2 separate regions of the Gossypium arboreum genome follow, and region 2 is linked to region 1. A link is a contact called in public Hi-C data. All regions are on one chromosome and are shown on one strand. The core of a region is the stretch at or near the end of the contact, and the rest is flanking DNA. Distances in the headings are between cores, read along the strand shown. Region 1 holds the start of LOC108480162 (60S ribosomal protein L6-1-like). Region 2 holds the start of LOC108483646.

The links. Hi-C and Micro-C count contacts between places; a contact is called where the count stands out from the background.
Region 2: a Hi-C map of leaf shows a contact between it and region 1, with 2.9 times the contacts expected there. The contact joins the promoter of LOC108483646 here to the promoter of LOC108480162 in region 1. A contact is called at or near these places in 2 of 5 Hi-C or Micro-C datasets (both in leaf).

The regions. Positions count from the first base shown.
Region 1 is chr1:66,925,747-66,933,665 of ASM2569848v2, reverse strand. It overlaps LOC108480162 (60S ribosomal protein L6-1-like), which reads left to right and starts at 3,530. Exons shown (of 5, transcript XM_053028912.1): 1 at 3,530-3,852; 2 at 3,953-4,059; 3 at 4,748-4,929; 4 at 5,019-5,176; 5 at 7,875-7,919. The coding sequence starts at 3,596. The coding sequence ends at 5,174.
Region 2 is chr1:67,083,102-67,091,020 of ASM2569848v2, reverse strand. It overlaps LOC108483646, which reads right to left and starts at 3,544. Exons shown (of 8, transcript XM_053028921.1): 1 at 2,928-3,544; 2 at 775-915; 3 at 1-82. The coding sequence starts at 3,410.

The sequences.
Region 1 (7,919 bases), core at 2,281-4,780:
ATTTTAATAATTTTTTTTTTTTTGGTTTCAATTTTCCTATTTAATATTTCTAACAGGATTATTATGCTTCACCTTCTTGGTGCTTCTCAATAGTTGTACTTTTTCCTCCAGCGAGAGATTCGGTTACTGATTGCTTGTATTTTTCCCCTCTTACATTTTTTAGTCTAAATTTGATGTCCAAAAAAGCTTTTAAACTTTTTGGATGAGAATTGAAACATGAAACAGATCTTATGGAACTATACTATGTTCTAACTTTGGTCTTTCAACTTTTCAATGATCTAGGAACCCATTATTGAAAATACACTCAATCGTGTCGATGTTATTGCAAAAATAATTATTTGGTTATTGGTTTGTTGATGCATCAATGTTTATTTTTCCCTAAACATCTAATAAAATATGAGTAATGAGCAAAGGACAATAAAATTCAATCCATTTAACTAATTTTGCCTACATTTGTTTTGAATTTCTTTTAAATGTGGATGTAGATAGTTTCGATAAATACTTAATTTGTCTTAAATAATTCTATTTATGATAAAATTTATATTATAAATTATACAATATTAAATTTAAAATAACTAACAATTGTTTTTTATGAATAAACTACCTTATAAATTTTATAATATTAAATTAAGAATAAATAATGCAAAATGAGATAAAGCTTCATGGAGTTGTGTACGGTGATTAAAAATAAAATCAACATCTAAGGAAATGTAAGTTTTCAACATCTATAGAAGAACCACCAAATAATTAGTTCTAGTAACTCTTGCTTTTTTTCTCCAATATTTTTAATGGAGTTAAGTAATAATGTATCTACTTTGTATCAAATAATTATTCATTTACAAATACGAGTATAGAAGTGGCTTTTAATACATTGATTGTGGATTAAGTTCATAAATAATGTCCAGTCTTGTTTGAAGTAGTGGTTAAATTTTTTTCTAACTTCTAGATGTTACAGGTTCAAATCCTATCATCCTTCTTTCACCAATATTGTAATGATGGAAAAAAAATCATAAATAACGTTAATTTTAGGCGTGAAATTACCAAGGGGGTGAATTGGTATTTTAAAAATCTTTACAAATTATTCCAAATTAAAAGAGAAAAAGAGAATTGCTTGGAAAAATCGATTTATAGTAGTTTGACTCCAATTCCCTACATTCACTACCTTGGTAACCAATGATTTCTCAATTCACTATAAGAATTGATATCTTTCAAGGAGAAGGTATAACATTTACAATTCTATATTTTTCTCAAAGCTTAGATAGAACATTTCCCCTAACTTTTATGGTTAAACTAGAACCCTCTTTAGTTTTTATGACTCAACTAAAGTAATCCTAATTTACAATTGGTGACAAGATGAATAAAGAATAATGGCAGCCTCTATGAAGGTAGATGTTTACAAGTATGAGCTATACATACAAATATATGTGAATGATAAAAGATTTGACACTAAGCTCCTAAAGAATATTTACAAGAGAAAATGAAAGAATGAAGATTTGAAAAATTTTCTAGTCATCGTTTAGCTTTAATGTTGCTCTCTATAGTCTTCAAGTGTTATTGACTTGAATATATATCCTCTAACCAATTTTTAACGTTTGAAGCCATTGGAAGGAGTTTCTAACCATTAGAAGAATTAATCTTGAGCATTTAATACAAATTATAGAGTCAAGTCTCAATACTTAAAGGACATGTATCAAGACTTGGTTGAAAAATAACCATTAAAAATCTTGAGGTCTCAATACCTAACAACAAGTCTCAAGACTTGAGGAGTAAGTCTCGATACTTAAGCCAATAAGTTTCAAGACTATATTGCTCTCAAAAGGCCTATGCTTACTATTCTATAAGTCTTGATACTCGCAGTGCTAAGCCTCGAGACTTGGCACATAAGTATCATACTATACCTTTGTCAAAATGCTTGTTTGAAATTGGTTGGGAGATATTGAGAATTTGAGGACTATGTCTCAATACTTGACCTGAGAAATGCATTTTAATGCTTAGAAACAATTTTGAAAGGTGTTGGAGTTGTTCAAAAATATTTGTGAATTATTTAAGTCATTTGAGAATATTATTTTTTAAGTTTGAAACACTTGAAAATAAATTATACACATTTGATTGAATTTTGAAATTTTTTTTGGAAAATCGAAGCTAACATATAAGAATTTATCATATGTTTCAAATTAAATGTAAAGATCCATTACTATTTGAATGACGTTGAGAATTTTATCTGAGATAAACTTTCAAATTACACAATAAATTCAATTTGCAATGCAATACTAAAATTTTGGTTTGTTTTAATTATATATATGAAATTTTAATTCATTTTCACTTACTAGTGACATTAAGCAAAAAGATTAATTCATTTTCATCTTTGGCTAAATATTATTTTTGTACTTTAAATAATGAGAGGAGTCTAGTTCAAGGAAAGTAAAATTCATTTTGTAATAGGATTATAATACAAAATTTATAGAGCAGAATGTCAAATATGTTACATTACCTTATTTGGATAATTTAGTTGAAGTATAGGATTCAAGTGTTTGTTTGACAAATTGTAAGATTATCTAAAACACATATTACTAAATAGACTTGTTATAGAATTTGTTTTTTTTTAACAAATTTAGTTTTTAATATTTTTAGTCTCAATTCTCATAAAATTACGAATCATTGTAATTCTTATTTTGTATTACAATTTATATATTAATGAGTAACTATATGATGTTAAAGTAAATATATAATTATTAATTATAATAATTCATAAAAATGATTGTATCATCAATCATATTAAAATAATTAATATACTAATAAATAAATCATCACAATAAATATAATATAACGTCTACTATTCCATTGTTAAGAAAAAAAAGGAATTTTTATTTTTAATTAGACTTGTTTTTTCGAGAAAAAGATTAAAGTGATTAAAACAATAAAAATAAAGGATAAATTGATCTAAAATTTAAAATTACACTTATAAACTAAAATTATTTAAAAAAAAAAGAGTTTTAATGAGATTGAACCTTATATAAGGATATCTTTATACTAATTGAGCATTACGAGGTGATTGGAATGGTTAGGAATGAAGCTAGTAGCATACGAGTATACAGTAGTTGATAAAAATCAAAGTTAAACATGTAATTACACGAAATCAAAACATATGTATTTGAATAAGAAAATGTACAAACTTGAAAATTATTCTAACTATTATCGGGTAAAGTTAATTAATCCATTTTAAAAATCAAATATTAATTATCGGAAACCGGCCTCGCCGTTTTTGCTCAGTCGGTAGATAGCATGGCTTTTAACCATGTGGTCGTGCGTTCGATTCCCACAGACGGCGTCTATTTTTTTGTTATTCCACTGCTCATTTTCGGCTGGTTATTTGGGCTTTCATTACTTTTGTTCTCGAAAACGGGAAAAGAATGTCTTTACGTCCAAAAAAATTGGGCCATTATTTTGGATTGGATCATGCAATCAAGCCCAAACCCGAAAGTCAGTTGGAAACTGAATTCACCATAAAAAGCCCTAATCACTTGGAGTCAATGAATGCATCGTTTAGACGCCTCACTGAACATCAGCATCAGAGCGTAAGGGTTTAGAGAAGAATATGGCGGCCAAAAGGAAGACCCCCGTCAAGTCCCGAAACCCAGATCTCATTCGTGGCGTCGGCAAGTATTCCAGGTCTAAGATGTACCACAAGCGTGGCCTTTGGGCCATCAAGGCAAAAAACGGCGGCTTTTTCCCCCGCCATGACCCCAAACCTAAGGTCCCCGCCTCCGCCGAGAAACCCCCCAAGTTTTACCCTGCTGAGGATGTCAAGAAGCCCCTTCTCAACAAGCGCAAGCCTAAACCCACCAAGCTCAGGTTCTTCTCTCTAATCATTATTTATTTGTTTTGTAGATATTTTAGAAGTTGCTACTTTCTTAATGTTGGATCATTTTTTTGGGGGGTTTAATTTGTTTAGAGCAAGCATTACGCCTGGGACGGTGCTGATTTTGTTGGCTGGTAGATTTATGGGGAAGAGAGTTGTTTTCTTAAAGCAACTTCCTTCTGGGCTTCTTTTGGTTACTGGTAACCATTTTTATCCTCTAACTTTTGTTTCATTTGCTGAATGTTTATTTGGAATTTGTTTTATGGAATGATATTATAGATACTAGACCCATATCTGAAAATTTTATTTTAACAAATTTCATAAAATGATATAACAACCCAAGTATGCCAAAGTTGAATTATTAAAAATTATCATGTTTTGGCTTCAAATTTCTTTATCTGCAAATATGTTTCTAGAATCTGTATGAAAAAGACAAATTGTCCTCAAAATAATCTCTATTCTTCTTAAAATAAGAGAGTTGAGACCCGGTTGAAGAGTACCACAGACTCGGTAAAAATGTACACCCTTGTGTTTGAGAAAGTTTCAAATCATGCTTAACTCTACTATTTTTTTTTTTAATAATGTCAATATCTGTAGTATGGACTCTGAATGCTTGAACTGATGTTTTTTCTATTGCTGTATTTTGGCTTTGGTTCTACTTCTACTTATATGTTAGATTCTATCATAATATATCCTGTTTAACATTCAATGGTCTGGTGTTTAAGTGCTGCGATCGTGAAATCATAACCTGAGATTTACTTGTATGCTAACTGTTTTGGTATCTATGTTTGCCTCTCCTGGCTTAAGGAGGAGGCTCGGTTATCATTACTTGTTGGTTGTTTGAATTTCATGCTTTGCTCATATGTGGGGAACTTGTTTTCATTGTAGGACCGTTCAAGATTAATGGCGTTCCTTTAAGGCGTGTGAACCAATCCTATGTCATTGCGACTTCCACTAAGGTTGACATCTCCGGAGTTAACGTAGAGAAGTTTGATGATAAGTACTTTGCCAAGGAAGTAGACAAGAAAAAGAAGAAGAGCGAAGGGGAGTTTTTTGAAGCTGAAAAAGAGGTTAGTTATATTGCATTTACTATTATATAAGCTTGTCATAATTAAGCAAATCTGATTTGAGTTCCTTTAATTTTATCGAAATGGTATAGGATAAGAAGGAACTGCCAGAAGACAAGAAAGAAGATCAGAAATCTGTCGATGCCTCTTTAATAAAGTCCATCGAGGGAGTCCCAGACTTGAAGGCCTACCTTGCCGCAAGATTTTCGCTAAAGTCTGGCATGAAACCGCATGAACTTGTCTTCTAGAAGTAAGTTGTTAGCTAAGTGCTTTTACATTGGTGTTGTTTCGGTTTTTGAGTATCATTGATCCTATTTTCGGATGCTATATAGGTAAACCTAAATCTGAGGCAAGAACCCCAAATTTCCATTTTTGTTTTCTTCTAATCTCCACTGGATTTTGTTTTTATTTTTTGTTATTGAAGTTAATTGTATGGAATTTTGCCCACTAGATACTAGAGTGTTGTAAGGGAAAACCATTATGATTTTGCCAGCTAAAAAGAAAAATAATAAAAAATAAATTTACAAAAGAGTAAAGTTAGATGGGTAATTTAATATTTATATATAAAAAAAAAAAAAACCTTAAACCCCACTCTCCTATATTTTATATCTAGTTATAATTTCCCAGCTTTGACTGGAAATTTCTTTTATCATTAATTTCGTAAAATTTCATAAATAATAGTCAACCAAAAGTAATTAGTATGAATTACTATGTTTCGATAAAATTTGATTTTTTACATAAGATCATTATTTTGTTGAAATAGTTGATATTCTTAATTATATTATTTTATTTAAAATGTTGAAATTGAGATTTTCTTAAAGATATCCATTCCAATTCCATGCGAATATATATATATGGTGTTAGAAACATGTTTTTAAGAGATATAATCATTTTAATCAATATAGTTAAAGATAATAACAATTTGAACTAAGGCTTATGTTAAATTAAAATATAAAATTTAAATCCCAAACATGGTAGTGAGATCTAAACCAGAATTCTACAAATATCTTATAATGAATTTGAAAAAGGGTCATGCTATTTATTAGTTCAAATTATCACCTTTAATATTTTTGATAGCTGACATGGTGTTTTTTAGTAACACTTATTTAATTTCATCATGCCACTAAAATAAATGTTTTTGATGAAATAGTATTTCATTAAAAATATTGACTGTAACAAAATTAATTAAAATAGCTAACATTGAATGTTTAACTATTTAGATTTATTGATGTTTATATCAAACTAAAATGTAAAGATTAAATAATCACGAGAGTTAGTGAGATGACAAGAGTTTGTTTGCTTAATTAGTGGTCGACGGGTTGATTTTTGTATTAGTATGAAGTAGTTTTAACTCGTGGTTACCATTTATCTCTTAATGTTCTTATAAAATGCGGATAATTAGTTATTGAGCATACTATAATAAATACATTGAGAAATTAAAAAATATGTAAAATACTAAAATATGAAATGTGAGCATAATAGAATACCAAAATTCAAGTTTTTACCATTATACTTGCAATGGGAAAAAGTAAACATATAGATCTGAATCAGGTGAAACTAAATCTAAAACTTAAGTCATTAGTCTTTATATGATTTGGTTATTTTACTAATATTAACAATTTAAATTAGTCCAATCACGAATATAGCTAAACTCCTTGGTATATGTTACGTTTTTTTTTTCTCAAAATAGTGAATTAGATCTAATCATAGGTTGGGCTATTCGGCCCGGTCTGAAGATTTGCCTGAAATGTGGGAAGGTCTCAAGTAAGATATTTTTGGCCCGAACCTGGTCTGGCCGGAATTTACTAAAGGACAAAAAAATCTGCTCTTTTTTTTTAATGTTATTTTCTTGTTTTCTCCTATTTTTCTACCATTTTACTATTATATTGCTACTATTTTATTGTATTGTTTAGATATTGTATAAAACTTATTTTATTGTTAATTTTGTTATTATTTTAAAGGCATTTGTTAATTTTTTATTATTTTAGAGACATTTGTTTATTAAGTTGCATTTATTTTAGTGTTATTTAAATCTACATATTTTTTAAAAATTTATTTTCAATTTGTTGAGAAATATTTATTTTGATGTTTTTAGTATTTTTAATGTATTATATATATTTAAAAATTATATAAAATAATATAAAAATTAATAGGGAAGGCTGGGTCGGGCCTAAGTTTTATCTTTTTTATCTAGATAGGGCTTGGGTAAAATTTTAAACCTATTTTCTGGGCCGAGCTGGGCTTGTCCTAGAAAATGAGTCTGAATTTTAATTGAGCCCAACCAAAATCCAACCCGGCCATAAGCATCTCCAAATTCGTGAACATATGTTGAAGTTTTTGTTGCATGACAAATTAATAAAAAAATATATTTTAATACGAGAAATTTCAATTTTTGGATTTATTAAGAAATGTTCAATTATTAATACCAATTTTCTAAAAGGGTAAATTATAAAATGGTAAAAGTTAATAGCTGTTTGAATATTAACGGAATTGTTCATGTGTGCTTTTTATTGATTTGCATCATCTTAACCTGGGTTTATGGCTTTCCCTCGGTCCTCCCTGCCTTCCCACTGTTGGGATTCTCGAATGGAGACTCAGATATTCAAGAATCCGATAGCCCGGATTTCTTCTTCCACGTCTCGTCTCTTTTCTCCGTTGTGCCAAATTTTGTTTTTTTCCTTGTCTTGAGTGTTTCTCTTTGTATTGCTGCTATGTATTGTTGATTTGTATGTTGTTGCTTTGTGTACTTGCTTGACTGCTGTTGTTTCGACTAGTCTTGAGTGTTTCTTTGTCGACTGTTGCTCTATTTTTTTTTCTTGATATTGAGTGTTTGGTCTTGTGGTTATTGTTATATTGTAATAAAATTAGCGCCTTTTAAAAAAGTACAAATAAAGAGAAAAAAAATTTTGCATTCTTGAATGGGTTCAATGATGGTGGTGGTGGTGCAGTGTGAAGAAGAAGACGACGACGATGGTGCTGAACTTGGATGTGTT
Region 2 (7,919 bases), core at 2,295-4,794, 160 kb before region 1:
GGCTTAAAGGAACTACTTCTGATCCCTTATCACCAAACTGAATCAGGAAACCAAGGTGCTCAAACCCTTCCATAGTTAAAACCTGAAGGAACAGTACTTAAAATGAGCAAAGCCATAGAAGCAAATAACAAGCACAAAAAGAACGGAAATGCAGTAAGATACACAACACTGAGAAGGACCAATCAAGAATACATAGTAAGATAGGACAGTCTGATAACAAAGAGGAAGAACAAAGAGAAGCAACAAAGAAAAATATTACAATGTTTTAGTCATGCAAATGAGGCCCTCAATTTTCTTGCATCATAAAAACAAGTTGAGCACTAAAATAAACCAATGTTTTAGTGCAAACCATTCTTAATGCAAACTAGGCCTCTTGCCAAGTTATGAGTAAGACAATCTAGGTAATGCCTTCAAAAACTAGAACATAAACCACGTAAGGACATTGTATAAACAGCCAGATTTACATCCCAGCTCAATACTGTTATACATGAATGTTTGACTCTACTAAGTGCAACCACTAAAATTATTCTACCATGTTTTCACCTTTTGTCCTCTGACATGCTGAATTATAAAATTGCATTCACATATGAACTACAAAGATAGCAATAATTAAAATGCAACAAAAGATCATTGTGAAACTGAAAAAGAAACTGTAATCCTCGAGTGATACTTCAACTGGCTCAGTTTTGATTGTATTGAGAAATACAAAACAAAAACCCACAAGATTAAAAAGAACACGCCAAACTACATACGGCAAGAAGCAGTACTACAAACCAGAGACTCTTCACTTTCCCCCTCCACATGCTCTGACAGAAGAGAGAGAATATTAGCCAAGTGCTTTTGTAGATAGGACAGCTGGTGGACCTCTTCATCAGCCTGTGATGGCATAAATCGGCGGCTGTTGCTGCGGACAAGCTACAAAGAGAAGAACCAGACAGTAAGTCTTAAGTGTGTATCACCACAAATTAAGAGTCTAAAGCCATTAACTTTGAACAGCAAATAGATCTATAACCATAACAAATATTAACAGAATGGTGACATCCATATTAATGAGATAAATAGCTGGATATATCGTTTAACAAATGCTCCCATTATCTGAAATACTAATAATAATCTTCCCAGACACGGTACCAGCTAAATTAGTCATATATTATAGAAATCTTAAAGCAGCAGGGAGATGGAAAAAATAAAAACATGAACAATCAAACTAAGCAATTCAAAACACTGCATCTCTATTCATTACGTTTGTACCCAGGGCCCATCTCATCTTCTTAGGCTTAAAAGTGCAACAATACATTCCGTAGAACTAAAAATAAGAAAACAAACAGTATAACCAAATACAGCAGACTATAATTTTAAACTTATGCTCCCTCTTGGTTTTCACTTCTGCTACTTGCTTTTTTCTTTCTAATGATCTATTTGGGTTTGGCTAAATTAATGATTATTTGTGTCCAACACCCATCCCAACTTCCTAAGGTTAAATGCAACAATGTTTTGGATGAAGAATTAAATTAAGAAAACAAACAGTACAACCAAACACAATGAATACTATAATTTTAAACTTATGCTTCCTTTTATTTATCACTTTTGCAGATTTCTTTTTCTTTTCTAATGGTCTATTTGGGTTTTCTTTTCTTTTCTTTTTTCCTTTTTTTTTTTTTTTTTTTTTTTGCCTTTAGCTGAATGATTTATGATCTATTTGGTTGTTATTTTATGATTACGACTTATTTTCCTCTATTTGCCTTTCACCTCCTAAAAGTTAGTATTAAAAAAAAGTAAATAATTGAGCAACTTAATAATTTATTAAAAATGAATATAACTAAAATGCAACGCCAACATATAATTTTCTACATAAAGGCATACTCATGCAGTTTACTTACAAAATCAATTTTACTTTAACTTTTTTTTTTTAAGTGTAACAAGTACAATCAAGGTACAAATACATGTCCAAGTAACCACAAGCATCAAACTATTACAACGGACTACCCAAGGTACCACAAAGTAGAATCGAACCATTGCAGCACAAATAGACTAAGAACTAGTACAATCCATACTAAAGCTAAGAAACTAGACTAAAACTCACACATGACAACTGCACATGATGGGAAACTCACACATGACAACTGCACATGATGGGACTCAGACACCATGCATAAAATTATACGAAAGCTAAGAAACTCGACTAAAACTCACACGACAACTGCACAGATGGGACTCAAACACCTACGCATATAATTACGCATGGTAAGTCTCAAACCTGGGACCCAAGGCCTCCGCCTTTACCATTTGGGCCAAGGCCTCATTGGGAATTGTATTTTAACTTTAATTTATTAAAATTGTTGTTTTTATAAATGCATTGTTCAAGAAGTATGCATTGCACATCCTTTTTGCTTCAAAAAGCAAGCGACAAAAACATCAACCAAATGGAATTTTACAAAAAATTAAAACAAAATCCTATTTTATCAATAAAAAAAATAATGGTAAAATGTTAAGCAAACTCACACATAATTGTTCCATATAAACATATATCACGCATTGTTGGCATCTGAAAGTTAAATTAATACTTCAAAAATATTATTGCCTTTAGTTTACTAAGAGATTTTGCATCCTATTTCCAAAACCAAACATAGCCTCAGTTATCTAAAAGATTAAATCCTCGAAGACATCTTTCCGTTAGTCAAAACAGAATCACATTTGTTCTTTCCCAATGCCGAGCAAGAGTCAACTTTTCGCGAATTTCATAAGCCCACAGCATCAAAGGCGTTTATTTTCCTAAAAGTAACCATCAATCTACCATAATTGTATAAACGACATTGAAATTAAATCAATAACCACCTAAGTTCCAATAACCACAAATTCAATTAAAAAAAACACATTTCACCAAAAAAGAAAAAAAAAAAGGGATAGCGAAGGGTCAGGCTCCTTACCTGCAAAGGCGAAAGGGCCGACAAGTAACCATCGAATGCTGACATGGAAGGCCAGACATCGGCAACCGCAGCGGAGTCCTTGTGCGAGCGCGGCAAAAGCCTCTTATACGATTGAATATACAAAAACAGGATCAGATCACGCAAATCGGCACCAATGGAGTCGACATCATCCGGCAGGGCGGTTACGAGCGGGTCGGGTTCCGAGTGGAGGACAGAAGCGAGAGTTTCAAGGACGAGACGCGAATGGTCGAATGAGATCTGTAGCAATTCAGCGAGGGCCGCCGAGTCGACTCGTTCAGTTGAGGGGGATGCGAATTTTTGCTTTAGAGGGGTTAGTGCTTGGACGGGGTCGTTGAATATGAGCTTCTGGATTGTTAGGAGACCGTGCTCGAAAGGCTCGCGTCGCGGGTGTAAGATAGCGGTCGGTATTGGAATCGAATTCGGGTCGCTCGATGACGTTGATGGTTCTATGGGGTCGGCCATCGCTTTGATTTAAGATAGGCTTTTTTTGCTAATGAAAAAAATGAAATAGAAGAGTTTTGTTCTGCAGATCTTCGAGCAATGAATGATGTTGTTGAAGGGGAAGAGTGAGTGGTTGGGTGCGGTTAGGTGGGATCGGGTATGGTGGAACCGCTGACGTGGCTGGATTTACTGGGATGTAACGTTAGTAGAGGCAATCAGATATTTAGGTCAAATTTTATAGAAAGGTCCTTTTATTATGCATTTTGTTAGATTTAGTCCTTCTATTATAATTGGATTATATCTAATCTCTTTGGTTTTTTTTTTAATATATATTTTCAATCCTGAAATATTTTTTCCATTAATTATGTCAAAAAGTTTGATATGGTTTTTCAAACATGCGGTAATGTATCCTTAATATTTTTATATAGTTCGATAAATTTTAGGGTAAATTATACCATTAGTCACTAAATTATGAATAAATTTTTATTTTGATCACTTAATTAAAAACTATAATTTGATCATTAAATTATTCAAAAGTTTTCATTTAAGTCAATTGAAATTGTTAAAATCGATATTATATGATTTTTTTATTTACATTATCTATACAAATCAAAAGCTCTCTCTTTCTTGTCTTCTATAGTTCAGCTTTTTTCATGAAATAGCTTTAGACGTCACGAATCTGTAAACAAAAATTCAAACAACTATTATTCTTCTCGTCAATGAGTGTTGATCCATCATATCAATTGTCAAATCATTACTTGGAACTCAAACTTTTTTAAAAAAAATAACATAATTGCCAAATAACTTAAGTAAGAACTTTTAATAGTTCAATTACTTAAATAGAATTTTTTGAATAATTTAGTGATCAAATTATAACTTTTTAATTAAGTGACAAAAAAATACTTATCCATAATTTAATGACTATTGGTGTAATTAATACTGAAATTTATACATAATTTCCTCTTTTTATTTTTTTTTAGATTATAATAAAAAAAGTATATGTCACATGTTTAAAAATAAATTATGCCAAATTATTTAAAGAAATTGATGAAATAAATTAGTCTAAAACCATAAATGTACATATTAAAAATTAAAAAAATACAAATGATTAATTCTAGTGGAGGGATTAAATAAATGATCGTATAGTACAAAGACCATACATATAATATGACCAATTACTTACACTTGTTATACCCCTGCCTGGGTACCTACTACGGCTCTCATGCATGTACATCCTGCACGATGTAAAGAGTTTCCTCGCGATGCCATCAAACACAACCATCATATTAAATCTAATTTCATTATTATTCTCTTCACCAATTATAAAGTTCGTCACAACAAGATATATCTAAATTACACATAAATTTATATTTAAATTAGACTCTACTAATAAAACAATCATACAATACGAGACTATTCAAGCTTTTTTTCACTTATAAATAATTCTTTTTTCCGAAATCAGGATTACAAAACGAAATTTGCAACTTAAATTTTACTCAAATATCACTTCAAAACCTTTAAAACCCTCATCATTAGTGGTTCTCCACACCACCTACAATGTTGATGGTGCACGAAAAATTGACATATTTATGTGTTTTATTTTAATAAATTTTTAGACATGATGCTACTAATTTTTACGTTTATTTTTAATTTCTATGTGGATGTAATATAAATCTAAAATGTGAAGAATAAATAAAAATATAGAGTCACTTGGAAGATTTGGATATAAGAGTAGCAATTTGACCTGCAATGCTTTTTAGATTTTAAGAAAATTTTATTTTATTTAAATATTATTTATAAAAATATTAATTAGGAATTTAATCGAATTAAATTTTATCCCTTATATTTTATTTAAATAAATATTTAATTTACCTTTAAGAAATTGTATAGGGGTATACCACTAGAAATTAATTTCACTGAAAATTGGAGGGGAAGGGTGGTTCCATGTTTTGGCTTTGGAAAGAAAAACAAAATTCAATTTCTTTCTTTAATTTGCTTGCGCCATTGATCCCGTTACTCTTTTTTTTTTATATATATATTATGAGTAATTAGATTATATTTTAGTTAAAGGTAGATCAAATTTTAAATGGGTTGTGTCTTGAGTAAAATTTTCTTTCTCGAACTTGGCTCGGCCTGAATCAACCCAAGCTTTCTCTTTTGTTGTTGTTTTGCTGCCATCTTGCTATTGTATTGTTTCTATTTTGTTGTTATTATTTGAATATTGTATAGCTCTTTTTTGTGTCTATTTTAGAGGTATTTATTTACTAAGTTGCAATTATCTTATTGTTATTTAAGTATAAACACTTTTTTCATTTATTTTCAATTTGTTGGGAAATATTTATTTTAATATTTTTAGTGTATTTGATGTATTATATTTTTAAATTTGTTTTATATAAAAATAATAATCTAAAAAAATTAATACTGACGGGATTTAACATTTTTAATTTGGGTCGAGCCTGGACAAAATTTTAGGGCCATTTTTCGGGTCGGGCCTGAGCTTAGAAAATGAGCATAAATTTTTGCATTGGCCTGGCCCGAATCGGTCAACCCATGATCAAGTCTAGTTGTGAGATCAAAAATCATACTTAACCTTTTTCGTTTGAATATTTGTTTTTTTCCGTTTTAAGAGATAGATAGGATCATCTCATAATATTGTTTTTAGCATCATTTTAAGAAGGTTCCCTTATACGGTGTTGGAAAGGATACACTGTAACACTCTTTAGCCCATCAAGAAAACATGGCGTATAACATTCAGTCAGACAAACTGCCCAACGGACTAGGGCTACCGGCAGATTCAAACCTTTCGACTTAACTTAAATTTTTAGAAAAACAATTATGAAGATTTCCCTTTTAGTTAAAAACTATTATTTTTCTTTCATTTTGTAATGCATTTTTAAATAAAATTGTTAGGAATTTAAAAGAAAAATCTATATCCAACTTTGACGTATACATATAAATGATGATCTCATAAACAACAAATCACTAGAGTTTGGCCTATACTTTCAGAGTAAGGGGCAATTCTCTTTTTAAAACAGAAACAATGCAAAAGATATAGATAATTACATAAGTTGATTACAAAATTGATCTATATGCCACCCGCCAAAATAGTCATGCATGATACAAAAACAAGCAAGTGGCTCACTCATAACCGCAGTTCTGGCGTAGTCCCCTTCAACCGATTCCTCCTCTATTATCAACACGCCTGAAAAGGAAAAGTAACAGAATAAGTTCAATTGAACTTAGCGAGTTCCAAAAATAGACACAAAAAATTTACAGGAATACTGTTAATCAACAAGCATCAATACCAATAAGAAAAATAGACTTTTTCATGAGACTCTATCGTACAAACACAATACGCTAAAATGTCATCTAGAGTTCTCTGGCAGAAACACTTCGCCAAATTAGATATAACACACAATAGCCATGCGTACACATTTCACCAACTTACACATAGTACATGTGAGTTCACTATATGCCAACTTATACATATCTCTCACAACCATGCATGTTTACAAATGACTCATCATTGTGCCAACCTTGGACCCATAATTCAAAATTCATAATCACACATCAGTCATATTCATATTCCACCATAACTCCTCATATCATCTTGTTAAGTTGAATATGTGTTCTCTCGCAAGGCCGGATCATGATCTGTTAGTCCAATTTGCAATATAGCTACCTTATCAGAGACATCACAAACATATCTCCTTTCTACATTTTCACATATCCCAGATTGTCAGGTACTGGGCTCATGCAACAAGGAGAGTGTTTTTGTGACAGCCTTAAAACGACCCTAGTCGGAATGTGGTTTCGGGACCACAAAACTGAGGCATAAAAATAATTTAATATTCATTTTGATGCCTATGATATGTGTTAATTCGTGTGTGACATTTTTGATGATTTGATTTAGGGTTATAAATGTGAATTTCACTAAAAAGGACCTAGTAGTAAACTTTGAAAGTAGGATAGGGAAATGTGTGATAACTAATTAAAGAATGCATGCAAAACAATGGTCTTGCATGTCAAATAACCCTCTTTTTATAAGTGGTGGCCGGCCATGACAAGGGAGGATGGGCAAAACATGTCATAGACATGTTTTGTTGGTGCAATATGGGAGGAAAAATTAAACTAAGGTGAGGAATAAAGAAATGAAAAAAAAAAGAGAGAAGGTGATTGTTTCTCCCATTGTCGTGAGTTGAGGGGAAAGAAGAAAAAAAAAGTGTTCATCAATTGTCACTTCTTTTGGCTGAAAACTCTAAGGAAAAAAGGAAACAAGTGTGTCCTTTGGTTCATCCTTGGCGAATAGAGGAAAGAAAGGAAGGGAGGAGCTTGAAACAATCGGCTATGGTGATTTGTTAGACTAAGGTATGTTTGATGTTGTCCATGAGATGCATGCATGTTTTAGTTGGTAGCTTGAGTTCTACCTAGCCCATGGTCGAAATCTTGTTAGGTGATGGAAATGACACTCGGCCATGGATGCATCATTCTTGCTTGGTGTTGATGTCATTTACATGCTAAAATGAAGCT